Linked DNA regions of Hordeum vulgare: regions 1 and 2 are each linked to region 3. A link is a contact called in public Hi-C data. All regions are on one chromosome and are shown on one strand. The core of a region is the stretch at or near the end of the contact, and the rest is flanking DNA. Distances in the headings are between cores, read along the strand shown.

The links. A called contact is a pair of places that touch in the nucleus more often than the background predicts.
Region 1: a contact with region 3 is called in a Hi-C map of leaf, with 7 times the contacts expected there. The contact joins two enhancer-like sites. A contact is called at or near these places in 2 of 6 Hi-C or Micro-C datasets (leaf and seedling).
Region 2: a contact with region 3 is called in a Hi-C map of seedling, with 3 times the contacts expected there. The contact joins the promoter of LOC123413299 here to the enhancer-like site in region 3. A contact is called at or near these places in 2 of 6 Hi-C or Micro-C datasets (leaf and seedling).

Annotation. Positions count from the first base shown.
Region 1 is chr7H:414,187,939-414,192,398 of MorexV3_pseudomolecules_assembly, forward strand. No RefSeq gene overlaps it. Among protein-coding and RNA genes, the nearest start is that of LOC123413299, 280 kb to the left of the region's middle. Within about 2 kb of position 1,878, at least 1 of the 3 cell types and tissues checked has open chromatin away from gene starts, as enhancers often do. A contact at or near this core is called in leaf, where this site is marked.
Region 2 is chr7H:413,911,154-413,916,009 of MorexV3_pseudomolecules_assembly, forward strand. LOC123413299 (lysine histidine transporter 2-like) reads right to left here and starts at 3,088. Exons shown (of 8, transcript XM_045106241.1): 1 at 2,894-3,088; 2 at 1,184-1,338; 3 at 636-1,022; 4 at 131-524; 5 at 1-6. The coding sequence starts at 2,935.
Region 3 is chr7H:414,852,721-414,857,330 of MorexV3_pseudomolecules_assembly, forward strand. No RefSeq gene overlaps it. Among protein-coding and RNA genes, the nearest start is that of LOC123411965, 180 kb to the left of the region's middle. Within about 2 kb of position 2,546, at least 2 of the 3 cell types and tissues checked have open chromatin away from gene starts, as enhancers often do. A contact at or near this core is called in leaf and seedling, where this site is marked.

The sequences.
Region 1 (4,460 bases), core at 628-3,127, 670 kb before region 3:
TCCGTCAGAGCTGCTTCCATCACCGGCCAGCGAATTGGAGTGTGGGGAGGGCAAGTGGAGCGGACGGAGAGTGAATTGCCGGATGTCTAGGGTTTTCCCGATTCGGGTATTTAGTGGGGTTGGTGGTGGGCCGGGCTGACGTGTCCGTGGGCTCAGTGGTGGGCCAGGCTGTCAGGTGGGCGTGCTCGGGCGCACCCAGGCTCCCCCATATTCGCCCCATATTTGGGCTGGATATGAGGGGTGCCGGTCAGCCGGCGTGTTTGAGGCCCGTTTAGGGAGTCCGTCTAGGTCGATTGTTTGTGACCGGACAGTGACCGGACGGCCTGCCCGGGCGTATGTGACGGCTATAAGGGGTTCAACTGTAGATGCTCTAACTCCCAGATACGATGGTTGCGCTCGTGGACGTTGTGTATGCAGTGATGGCAAACACCATGTGGTCTTTCGGATGTGCTCCGACGTGCTGCCCGAAAGCTTGGGCGGCGGTTTGAGACTGTAGATGAGGTGATGTGGTGGTCTATGAGGCGGCACGACGTGCGGTGACCTCCGACTTCGGGTAGAGTTGATCTGGTCTCCGGCGGGCGCGGTAGCACGCATGGTGGTAGTGGTTGGTTGCCCGCGCCAGTGCAGGATGATGTGCGGACAATGTGTTGTGGGAGCTCGGGTGAAGGCCCTCTCTCGGTCTTGTGCTGTGACCACCGATTGCAACGTCTACGACCATCGTTTTCTTCCCGAAGGCATCGTTGCTTTACTGTTGCACCTTTCCCACGTGGATCTGCCATCGCGACCTCTCCATGGGAAACCCTTGATCTTGCCATCGGACGATGGTGGAACTTTCATGTGTCGTTTTCCCTCTTAGGGACTTCATTTCAAAGCTCGGCATTGGCAAGCGGGACCGGTGGTTTGTAGCGGTTTGGCGTCTAGACTTTCGTGACAACGATAATGGTGGGAGTGATGTCGGCGACGTGGCAATGGTCGCGCTAGTCGGCTCTTCTTCGACTTGTTTGCGGTATTGCCTCGATTTGTTTGCTGTTGTGGAGTCGTAACTGAGGCAGCGGGCCCTCTAGTATACAATGACTTGCTGCAGGTGGTCCGTTCGGTGATCTTGTGTGGCGCTAGCCGTGCCTGGTTTTGTCTTTTCGAGTTCTTCATTAAAGTTGGAGTTGCGTTGTTTGTCGCGAATGGCTAAGTTTTGGCCTACACCTTCATGCAGCTTCACGCGTCCACTAGGGTGTGGATTGAGTCAATGATCACTTACGGCGAAGTCGGAGTCGTTTGCTCAGATTGTAGAGATGACGATTACATCTTTAGAAGAGGAGTGATGATGATGATGTGTGCATGCTATCTTGTCCAGGCCCTCTTGGGAGTGGTGTATGGTGTTATTTATGTGTGTCACTCAATGCTTGTAATGGTTTTCGTCACTGGGTAATCTGATTTTCGTTCAGTTTTTTCTAGTTAACTGAGCGACTCTTTTCTTCTTAAAAAATGCACGATAACTGTTATGTTGGAAAAAAAATCCGAAACACACAGAAATAAGAAGACAAAGTTAATTTATTGTGAACTGTTGAACTATTGGATGAGTAATAAACTATCGGAGGTCACAAAACGTGAACTGAACACCGCGTACGAGAATATAGAGCCTCCGAGACAGCACTATTAGACTAAGTAACGTCTTGAGACCGATGACAGCAACACACCCCAGAGCAAGGAAAGCTAGCAGGCTGGAACTGCTCTGCTTATACGCGCTTATATATGTATTCAACGTAAGGGTAATCTAAGATTAGAGCCCTCAAATCCCGGGATGCCAGGAGCAGACAGAGTGCACCAGTGCGTAGCATTGCTCCTGGTCAACGAGTCATGTGTCCACATGCAAGTGGCTTACGTAATCAGGCCCACGCTTCGTTCTTGATAGCTACTTCTCCTCCTTCTGGTCCATGGCGATGACGAGTTGGAGATTTGACCCATGATACGATCCTTCACGTGTCAAATGCACTGAGAAATGAAACGAAGTTCACTTGCAGAAACTTTCTTCCCATTTCAAGCGTACCTGCGGGCCGACGCACACGTAGCGTACTCACATCGCGCACCGAGGGCGAAAAACCAGTACGTATCAAGGTCGTCGTGATTCGTGTAAAAAAAAAAGGTCATCGTGATCTTATCGGAAAGAGGATATTTGTTGCCTTGGGACGATAAGTAAACGTGAAAGCAGCGGTTTCCCATACACGACTTTCACCTGATAAGCTTCCCATAGTCAAGGTTCAAGAAGCCTTTTGCCACTAATTTCCAACAAGTGCAACAACCGGTCACAATTCGATCCAGGGCAGCTATTTTTTTTAACCGTACTGGAGGAGTTGCTGCTGTGAGCATGTGACCCGTGTGGCCCGATTAAAGAAGCTTGTGTTGGTTTCTCCACACGCACACACACGGGGAAAACGAAGAACCGATAGACGTGGACAGCCATGTTATAAAAGTCTACACGCATGATCGTGCCAGCACTGACCGAATTGCAGTAGCGAAGATGGTGACAACCCCAGCCGTTGACCTGGCTGTCCCAGCCAGGGCATCCTGAACTGACACTGACAACCAAGATTTTTTAGGAAAACTCCCAACAAACGGGCAGGTTAGACCGTCAAAGAAAACATTCGCTCTCTACCTTTGCTTTCCACCGGGGAAAGGTTTCACGAACATGTCCTCTTCTACTTGAAAAACACATCAATACGATATTTATATATGAAAATATGTTACGACATTTATGATCTTGTGTACCTTCGCTCGCGGTGTGCCGACACGTACCCTCTCACCCATTTTGCAAAAAAAAAAACACTTGCTTCAACTCGCCTATCATAGGTGGTCACACAACTTGCGTTTGATCTTCAGTTTGATGCTAAAACTTTAGAAATACATATTTATGATCGTTTAATTTGCTTTTTCGTCTAAATATGGTCACCTAGATCATATTCAGGCGTATCATGCGCTTATGTGGCACGCCCGTGTGTCTATGACTCACCGTCAGTGACTGGAACAGCTTGGTGCAACACACTTGTTTTTTTTGTAGAAGCACCCCTCACTTTGTATTTAAAGAAATAGAAGCCCCTTAATAACACGCGTGGGCCCCACTTATCAGCATGAGTGGCGGGAGAAATGAGAATAAAAAGGGCACCTGGGGGTGGTTCAAACTCCGGACCTTGTATACAACGAGTGCCTTAGCCAACAACTGTGCGAACTACATGTTCGTCCACATATATAGATACAGTTGATTTTATATTGGCAATTGGTTTTTCTCTTAGATTCCTTTTTTTTCATGTTTTCGGAAAAATTTAGCTTTTTGACAAATAAAATCAAATGAAAAGACCACGTTGAAATATATAAGCCTAGCTCACAACATACAAAACTACACTTGATCTTTGCTATTTCCACGGGGATCATAAGAGCTAGCCATAGCCCCCGCTCCTCCGCTCATGCACCCTTGTCCCACCGGGGCCTCCGGCCACAGCATGGCCGACCATCTCAACACGCCGTGAAGCACTCGACTTGCGGCGATCACCCATCATGTCCTTGGCTAATCTCAACTTCGATCAGGGTCAAGAATTTGCTCAAAGAGTGTGGGACAAATGAGGCGTTCATATCAACTTCGAAGAAGGAAGAGACAAAGAGGAATTCTTTCTGGTAGCTGAATTTACAAGGTCCATGATTCGTCTTACTGGAAATTTTGTGGCTACAATTCTTCTCGCATGTTTCGAAGGTCATGCATCTCTTTTTAAGGTGAAACTTCTTCAAAATGGGTCATTCAAATTCTCTCTTTCCTCTAAAGAAGTGGGATTCCCGATCATCAAAGGAGGGAACATCTCACTCAACCTGCTTAACGTCAATTTCCTCTTGTGGGGTGATGGTGGGCCAAATTATCAGTGGGAACTTGATCAATATCTCCAAGAGAAGGAAGATGCTTGTACTCATATCTTCTGTCGCCACCCAAATAGATCCTACCTCCACACTCTTAGAACTCCGACGATCTTCCATCGATCAGACCAAGTTGTAGCTAAATATCATTCCTATTCAAATCAGCATCACGAGGCTCACCGGGTGAGATCACTGGGCCATGATCTATGCCCCATTCATCCTACAATCAATGCGTCAGTTTCTATTGGTAAGGCGGGATCAACGGTCATTCAAAATTCCGGGCTTCAACCATTTTGCGTTCGTTGTCTCCTCCATGGTCATTACACGCCCAACTGCACTAATAGGATTAAGTGTAGGAACTCTAAGCATTGGGGCCTATTGCCCGAGATTGTTTTGCTAAGGCCCACTTCCTTTCACGAGCCCGACCCAACTACATCGCTTCGTGAATCAATGCGCGCTGCCACTATTCCCTAGACAACGACCACTCGGGTCGTCAATCACGTCACTTGCCATACTACAAGAGCTAATTCCTTTGTTCCGCCACCTCCGCTAGCCAGATTTCACCC
Region 2 (4,856 bases), core at 1,838-4,337, 940 kb before region 3:
ATAAATCTGCACAGGAAACATACAATTTTTTGTTTGTAAAGTTAGATATATCGTACTAGCTCTGGCACAATGTCTAAGCTTCAGGTATCGAACGTAAAAGCAGACGAGACGAGTGTAAGGATTTACATACCTGGTAGCTACCGATGAGGTGAACGACGACCATCATGTTGGCCATGGCGATGAGCCACTTGGGCTTGTTGAGGGTGATGAGGATGTTGTCGTCGACGCTGTTGCCAAATGCCCAGTAGCCGATAAATGCCACCGGGAAGTAGCAGGCGGCGATGATGATGTAGGCCACCACCACGCCCTTCCACATTGGCTTCTTGGACGGGTTGCCGGGCGTCGATGGGATGGTAGCCTGAATTTCTAGCACCACATTGTGGCCGGAGTAGGAGAATGCCACATCGCCGAGGCCCCCCAAGAAACCAAACACCTGCCCTGCTGTCGTCGACGCCCGCAGGCTGTAGTCCACGTTCTCCTCCTTCCCCTTGTGCAAGGAGGCGCCCCAAGCAATTGTCGAGTAGCTGCATTATGCATCATTGTCAACGGCCATTGCTAGCTAGATATAGTTTTTTTTTATTATCCAGAAATTTGCCGGATTTGCTACAGTGCAGACTGTAAACATTTGTATTAACCTGAGTGACATGACGGCTGCGGCGAGGGAGATGCCGGAGATGGAGTTGAAGTTTGGTAGCTGGGAGAGCACGAAGTGGACAGAGGCGAAGATCATGATGAAGTAGGTAAGCTTGATGTCCTTGCACTTGCCATCACAGATCACGTCGTGGAACTTCTTGAGCGAGTTGCCGCCAGTGACCATGTAGACAATGTTCAGGCTGACCTCGACGACGAGCTGCTGTGGCACCACGATCCAAAGGCCGAGCTTGTCACCGAAGGCATGCTGTCCAAGCTCATGGTACCTGTCAAACCGCTTGCCTGGCACCATCTCGTGCATCTCCACCATCTGCCACAGCGTGTACACCGTGATGATCCAAGACAAGGTCATCACTGCGATGCCAGGACCCCTGCACGAAAACAGATAACATCAGTGAACGTCAAATGATTGGAATTATGCCATTGCAAGTTTCTAGCTTCGAAAACTGTCCGTCTGTGAGTATGACATGTAGGACCCACATGTCATTCAGATTCCAATTTATGGGTGTCATGGCAAGGTAGATGTACATACCAACCGAGTTCAGACATGGCGTAGGGGAGGCTGAGCACCCCAGCGCCAACCATGGCGGTGACATTGTGGAAGGCCGAGTACCACCACTTTGCTTTCCTTGAAGACGTGATAGGAAGCCAGTCATCGATCGCCTTCTCCCGTGCAGTCCTCTCATCCTGTGGGTTTTCAGAATTTTTGTTAGCCTATAAATATCATGATCACACAATCGCCGAAGTTCTTCTTCTAAATTTAAAATATCAAACAATAAAAGCTATTATACCAAATTTATTTGGGACTTATCAACAACAATTTATTTGCAACCTATTTCTTTCATTTTTGATGTCATGGAGTAAACTTACGTTGGCAACTTAGAATTTTCAGATGTAGAGTGATTCGTTTTCTTCCGGGCAGTTGACTTATCACATGGCCAAGTAGTCGCCAACGACAAACAAGTCATCAGATGCTTACCAATCAATGACAGCTCACGGTAAACATCTTTGATTTTTCTATCAAACCACGTTCACCTAACAACGTTGCATGATACTACTAGTCCCAAAATATTATGTTTGCATATCTGGAATACGGAAGTTGTTTTGATAAAGCATCCATTTTCACAAGAGTGCCTTTCCATTATTTCGTAATCAAAATAAACAACTTCTTGCACGAGACGTGAAATTGCGCATTGTATATATAGCATAATCAATCTTATGTGGCAATGAACACAGAGATATGGATATGCATGTACATTAAATTGATAAATAGTCCACCGTAAAAATTGTACGTAGTAAAAAAGAAAACTACTAGTTAATGGAGAGTTTAAAGAGTGTGATCTGTTTTTTTTTCGTAGGCAAGTGTGAACTATTTTTGGCATTGGAAAGCGAAACAACGCTGGACTGAAAGTACAAATTAAGACTTTTCAGACTTGTTAGTCCAAGTACAAGGTGGACCATACGACAGAAGCAACAAAAAAGATGGAAAACCATTTTATTTCTTCCCATATAAATCTGTAACATACTCCTGCTTACTTGTTTCCGTATAGTAATATATTTGAAACAAGAAACACAACGTAATTATTGAGGTACATGTTAATGTAAAAACAGACTGGATGATGTGATAATAAGAATTGTAAAGTAACAGAACAGGCTGGAAAAACAAGGAGGCAAAACCCATTTGTTTAAAGGAAAAAAGGTAAAATTCCGCAGTTAAGGCAAAGCATCAAGAATCACACTGATCATATGACGCCGATACTTGATGTACATGCGTTCTTTTCTATTCTTTAATCCTTTGTACGAAAAGAAACCAGAAAGTATACTAGTCCGAAAGCACCAAGAAGATGAGATTGATATTATACCACCACGATTTCACACGGGTTCTTGCCGCCTCCAAGAAAAGGATTTCACATGAAGAGGATGAACTGGTGCTACATGCCGGGACAAGACAATCCTCCACGCAAAAAGTTTTTTCCTTTTGTCTTTTTTTGCGCGAACAGGTGGGGGCTCTGTCGATCTCGCTCCCCGCTTTTCGGAACTCTACAACCCCCTACCTTTTGTTTTGCGCTCTCTCTGCCTTTCTCTCTCCCCTCAAGAACGAGGTAGAAGAAAGAGAGAGAGAGAGAGTTTGAACAAGATGAACGGATTGTTTCGTGGATACAGAAACATTGCGAATAAAACAGATCATATAACATACATACGCAGAAGCAGAGGGAGAGAGAGAGAGAGTGGGAGATTTGACCTTGGGCGGCGTGTTGTTGTCCGGCGAGGCGTGCGTCCCCATGGCTTCCGGCACCGAGCGCGCGTCCAGCAATGGCCGGAGGAGTCACACAAAGGAGAAGGTGGAGAGAAAGAAGGAGATGCAGCTCGTGGTGGTGGTGGTGGTCTTTATAGAGGGGGCAGATTCAGATGGAGGCGGGGAGGGCGCCGTATATACTGTGAGCGATCGAGGAGCACGTATCCCGCTGGGTTAGTTATGGGTTTGTTTCCCCTCAAGAAAAAATGGAATATCGTTCGGCTGACCGTTGACTCCAGCGAGCTGCGGGCGCGCCGTTCCAACCGCACGGACCCGTGGCACCCGCGTCCGAGGCTGGCGGGATGCCGTTCGTTCGATCCTGGCTCTGTCCATCTGTGGGGGCTGGAGCTGCTCTGGGTGGCAGAACGTCATGTACGGACTATTCAATTCTTTATTTCCAAACTCGTGCACGTGAAAATTGGCTTTTCTTTTTAAAGAGAAAAAAAGGCACCAAGTGGATGATGCGAGTCTCTCGTAATTTGGATCTCGTCGGGGCGTAAATGCACCTCTGCACTTGGCTGTGCTGACAGCCACACCGAGTCGAAGGCTTGCCAAATTATATACTTGTACGTATCATATGTTCATGTTCCAAATGCGGCGAAAAGGAAACAACTCCACTTGAACACTTTATAGGATTGATTGTGAATAGTCGGCAACCCACGTTTTACAATTCACGTACCGATACCACGTGCGAGTAAACATATACTACTTCCTTGTAAATTAATATAAAAACGTTTAGATTATTAAAATAATGTTTTAATTATTTTTATATTAATCTATAGAGGAAGTTACGTATATACAGCTTTTAACCGTAAAAATGAAGCAAAAATGAAAACACACAATGGACATGAACTGCCCTGTTTGCCCCCTCTTGGGGCTTAAAGGCAGGGATGCCGGATGTCATCATATTTATTTCTGATGTGCGTCAAAGGTTTTACTTCACCGATGAATCACTTTAGAGGAGCACATGTAGGCAAAGGTAAAAGAGTGACTTATCGATCCTCACGGATTAATCATTTGCTTTATGCAGATGATAGCCTCCTTTTTATGAATGCAAAGTTGCAAAGTGCACATAGACTAAATGAGATCTTCCGGATTTCTGTTGAGAGTTCGGGATAAGCTATTAATAAGGAGAAGAGATCGATCTATTCCAGCCTGAATACGACCGCACCGATTCGACAGATGGTCAAGCAGTTTCTGAACATCTCGATCGAGGCGTTGAGTGAGCGGTACCTAGGCCTGCCCACTGCGGTTGGCCGGATAACCAGCGAGACTTTCGACCACATTGAAGAGAGAGTCCATAGCAAAATTCAAAGTGGTCCACAGAGGATGGTCTCTTGTGCCGCAAGGGAAGTGTGCCTTAAATGTGACATACAAGCAATTCCCACATTCAGCATAAGCTGCTTTAAGTTAACAAAGGAAGTGTGCTTGTCGATCGGCTTGTCGATGAAGCTTTGGCTGTTCGAGATGGGGTCCTCTTTGCAAAGCTTCGGGGTTACGAGAAGGTCGTTGTGGAGACAGATTGTTTGAAGATTGTCAATCTCTGGTATTCACGCCTCAACACTCGCACTTTGGTGGCGCCTATCTTAACTCAAGTTCAAGAGCTCGCCTCATTGTTTAGTTTGTTCTCCATTCAACATGCTGTAAGAGCAGCTAATATTTGTGCCCACTTATGTGCTAAAAAAGCTAGCCCACTGGAAGTAACTCGTTGCTGGTTGAACTCTAGTCCTAGTTTTTTTGTAACTAGTCTCCTCGCAAATCATGTCGTGTGTGTTGAATAAAGCTCCCAACTTTGCTCCCCTCCCCCGCCCCCCAAAAAAATCCGCCCTCGTATTTTTTTAAATCCAGATCTCTATCACTCTACTCTAGGTGAATACATGTGAACTATACAAATTTTAGTGTGCAGTAC
Region 3 (4,610 bases), core at 1,296-3,795:
ACGTTTACAGTATCTAGTTTGACACAAAAAAAATGGACCGAACCCGTATAATCGTCCGAGTCTTACAGTTCCGACGATTATACGGGTCTGCTAGAGATGCTCTAAGGCAAATGGGCAATCCCAAATTGCCAATATTTGATGGACACTAGCTAGAAAAGAGAGCTAAGAGCATCTTTAGTCACGACTTACAAATTCGGGTTCTCTTATTTGTGCGTCCGTGCAGCCACACTCTTCATTTTCTTTTTCACATGTACGGTCACTTGCACGTGATTGGTGAAGAGGAAGAGAGAGAAAAAAGAATAAATAAAGTAAAGAAAAAGGTGGTCTGGAGTAGGGTCACCTCTTATGTGGCGGACTGAACGGGCGCGCCCGGGCGCATCCGCGAGCCGTCATATTTCCCCATGTTTGATATGAATATTAGGGTTCGCAGACAGCTCGATCATATAGAAACAATATGAGGATCCGGTTGAGTTATTTTTTTTTCTCTCTTCTGTCCGGTCACTGACCGAGCATGTCCATGGGCGTGTGACCACTCAAATTGTCTCGCATTTCACTATGACCCTGGTTTCCTTGCCATTCCATGTGCCGAGAGATATATTTATAGTTTATCCAACAACAAAAAAACATGGTCAGGCGAATACGTTAATTTGTGTGCTTCATAAACAAAATCACATACGTCACTACTAGCAAAGTTGACCTCACCTACGTATAGCTGTTTGAACAACCCGCAAACCTGACAGGTAGACCGATCAATCATGCAATACAAGCTAGCAACTACATGTGATGATGCGATCGGCGTGTCCAATTAAGTATTAATCGCGAAAAGAATACTGGATTAATTAACTGGCCGAATCACCTAACTGATTCATCTGTATTATCAGGGTGATTCTTAATATACAAGTAATAGAATGCATATATATGGATTAGCTAGCAGTAGCAGGTCATGCCATGTGATGGAGACTAGCTAGAAAAGAGAAGCTGGATCCTTCGGAAATTTCGTGTGAATGATGCGGCAACTGGCCGGCGTTCAATCAAGCTGTTCACAACTTCCCGCTCAAAAAAAAAAGGTGTTCACAACTTCACAGGGTGGCCCCCGCAACAAGAAAAAAAAAACTTCCCAAGGTGGTGTCAATCTATTCAGACAAGAGGCTCCTCTTTGTTCGATATGCACATGCACTAGCAGCTAATTATACTTGGTCCAAAATATCTATCTATATCTCTCTCTCTCTCTCCGATTCTGTTTTTGCGCGGGTCTATCATGTACGCTCGTGAGAAAAATACTCCTAACCTATACATGCATGCATGTGGTTTTCAAAGGGTGACGATCGAGGATTCCTAGTACATATCTGAAAGACTTGGCGTGTGAATTATCCGCACCCACCCCGCTCCAAAAACACAAGAGAACAAGCGCAGCGAACAATGTATACGACGGTTGCTAGCAAACAGGGAGGGCGCCAAGAGTCAAGCAAATGATGGTACTAAAAGAATTGTCTGCGGTTTTCATCCGTACACGATCGTCACGGCAACGAAGATCGCCATCCTAGCTTTTAGCTTGGAAGGGGATGGTCAAGCTGCATGCGTCGTTTGAACTCTCATCCAACGCCCGGAGGAGTTTGAATTTTGCGTCGCACCTTAGGCAGTTTTGTACTAGCATTCACAGATTTATCTGCACTTCTCCGGCCTCAAACGGTGATAGAAGCCCCAGAAGAAGAGGAAGTAGAAGTTGTTTCTGCTGACAGCGAGCGGAGAGGGCGTTTACTTGACTTTGAATACTACAGTATATAAATCCGTAAAGGCGCGTTGCAGTGGCACACATTTGCTGACTCTAATGGGATACTCTATCCTTGAGCGCTGACCAAATCAGCAGGCGGATCCCTCCTCTGCGTCCGATTTGCTGTCAAAATTCCCTGCTCCTGGTTCCAAATTGAGTTCTTCGTCTCACAGACTCACAGTAACAGATTGAAATAAAACTCAACTTCCCACTAGGCCCCCATCGACATGCCCGTGTCCATATGCTGCATCACCGATCCCTTTTCTCCATTTTGTCGCATGCATGGGAGCTGTAAGCCGAACGTGGTGTATAGATAATCCAGTGAGAAGTACTATATTCAGTTAATTAAGCAGGCAACATGGTCAACTTGTCATGTGTCGGAATGCAGTTGGCGTAATGCGGGAGCATTGCAGAGCCAGCAAGGCACCCATCAGCTTGATGATGGGATAGCTACCATCGACTTGACGATTTGACCCAATTACGTGCGTCCAAGGAAGAGGCCTGCGGGTCCCACTCCCAGCGCATGCATGCGCGCATCGGGTTGACTTGTCAGAAGAGAGGATCAAGCGACCTCGCGCTGCTGCCATCTTGCGCAGGAAAAACGGGAGCAAGCTGAAAAAAGATCACGTTATCCAGTCGAACGCAGGCACCCGGCAGCTCGACAAAATCGGCACACGTTGCAGAAACTAACTACTAATTGGGTTCGTATTATTCCTTCTCTGGATCAAGCGTGCGAAGTTTCAGGCAAGTTGCGGATGAAAGCGACGGTCTCAGGCCGGAATTTCCTATGTAACCATCAGCCTGGACCGTCTGGTCAACCCCGCGGCGTGTGGTATGAACGCAGGACATTTGCTGCACAAACAGTTAACAGGTCGCGTGGTATCAGTTGTCCCTTGCACCTTCTAATCTCAGAGGTTTGATATATGTCGCTATGCCCTACCCATGCGTTGAAGGTTTGACCCGATTATAAGCCACGAAATGTGTTTAGTTTACCTGGAAACCTCAGGTATAGTAACACGACACTAGTATTTTGTTGGCCTGTAAATCGGTATGATGGGACGGCTCAATGTTCTTGCCCTTGTTTGAATGCTTAGCAAGTTTTGGCATGTCCATGGCCGCCTTTGGTAATCTGTCTGAACGGTCCTTCCTTTTGGCAGCGAGACAATGAACCATAACATCGGCTTTTGGCTAGCAAATTTTTTGCTACGGAATAAACTAAAACAGTCCAAAACGTGCTATGCTGACTTGCCCAAGGAAAGGCGCACAATCAAACTGGAACTGGATGACTCTGGTGATCAGGAAATGTAAAAAATCAAACAGGTCATGCCGTCGGCGTAGACTTTGAAAGACGCTACGTTATCCGATCGAAACACGGATGCCGGGCAGGTCAGGATATCGGCGGAGATGAATTTAACTAGATTCTATTGCTTTTCGGCCGCTTTGCCAGACTTTTCTCGCTCATATCATGCTGTAGAGAGAATCAAAATTTGGTCGTGTAAAATCATGATTATTATTATTACTCTCTATGTACCACAATATTGCCCTTGTTTGGATGCTTAGCAAGTTTTGGCATGTCCATGACTGCCTTTGGTAATCTGTGTTAGACTGATCTCTCACCGCGTGGGCCAAACGGCCCACCGGGCCTTGATCTATGCGCCCTGATCGGGGACGCCCAACCCATTATGGTTAGCGGGCCCCTGTGACCCGCGCTATATAAAGGACGGTGTGGTGCCGGGACACGAACTACGAGATTCGTCGCCGTCACACCCCTACCGACATACCTATCCGATCTAGGTTAAGCGCGGTGCTCACGGAAAGCTCCACCTACGCCTAACCCTTCTTCTACGTCATCGCCGTCGCTACCACACCGATGGAGTCCGGTGGGAGCTCATCCGGCTCAGGACAAGGTAAAGTCATGGGTTCTATCGGATCTATCTATGCCTAGAAGATCCCCACGTTCTATCAATGGTATCATGAGCCACTAGGCAACAGATTTATTCGGTTGAATGAAATCGAAAATCAAGTTCTTTTTTCCCACCCCGACATGAACCCTAGATGGGCAAGGTACCGAAGATGGCCTCGGGCCTTGTCGGCAAAGAAGCGTCGCCGCAAGGCCGCGCCTGTTCCTCTCGATCCCCACACGCATCGGTAAGCCGAGGTGTGGGGAAGAAGAACCTACCTCCTCGGAGGCAAAGAATGGATCAAGATCCAACAAGAAAATAAATAAAGAAAAAGGATCCGATACGGAAAAGGCAAAAAGGGGGGGACAAGGGCAAAGAACACACGGGCAAAGGGCATCAACACCGCTCCCTTGACGGTGGCGCGTTCACCTTGAAGGTGCTCGCGCGCACCGGCAAAAGAACGGGGATGATGTCGCGCTTCTTCTCTGTCAAGGGAAAACGAAAACAAGGGCACCACGAGCACGCCATTCGACGGCGGTGCGCTTCCACGAAGGGAAATGCACCACCGACGAAGGAGGTGGCCGCGGCGCCACGGGATCTAAGGCCCGAGAACCACCGCGCGGTGCGAGACCTTTCGATCGCCGCTGGCGGCGGCAAGACCCATCCCCAGCACCCTCCGGCGGGGCAAAGAGCCGCCGCGCGAGGAAGGGCCAAAGGTTGCGCGAGGAAGGGCTGAGGGTTGCCATGGCGCGGTGGCCGGCCGCTGCCGCTGGTGTGTGCGGGAGCCAGAGGGGCCGCACGAGAGGGAGAGCAACCGCTCGAGGGGAGCAGACAAAGCGAGCGGCGCGGGGGAGGAGGGGAATGACCGAGGGTTTCGGTCGGTCTCTCCTCGCCCAATGTTTTGATCGGCCGAAACGTCCGCTAGTGCGTCGGATCGA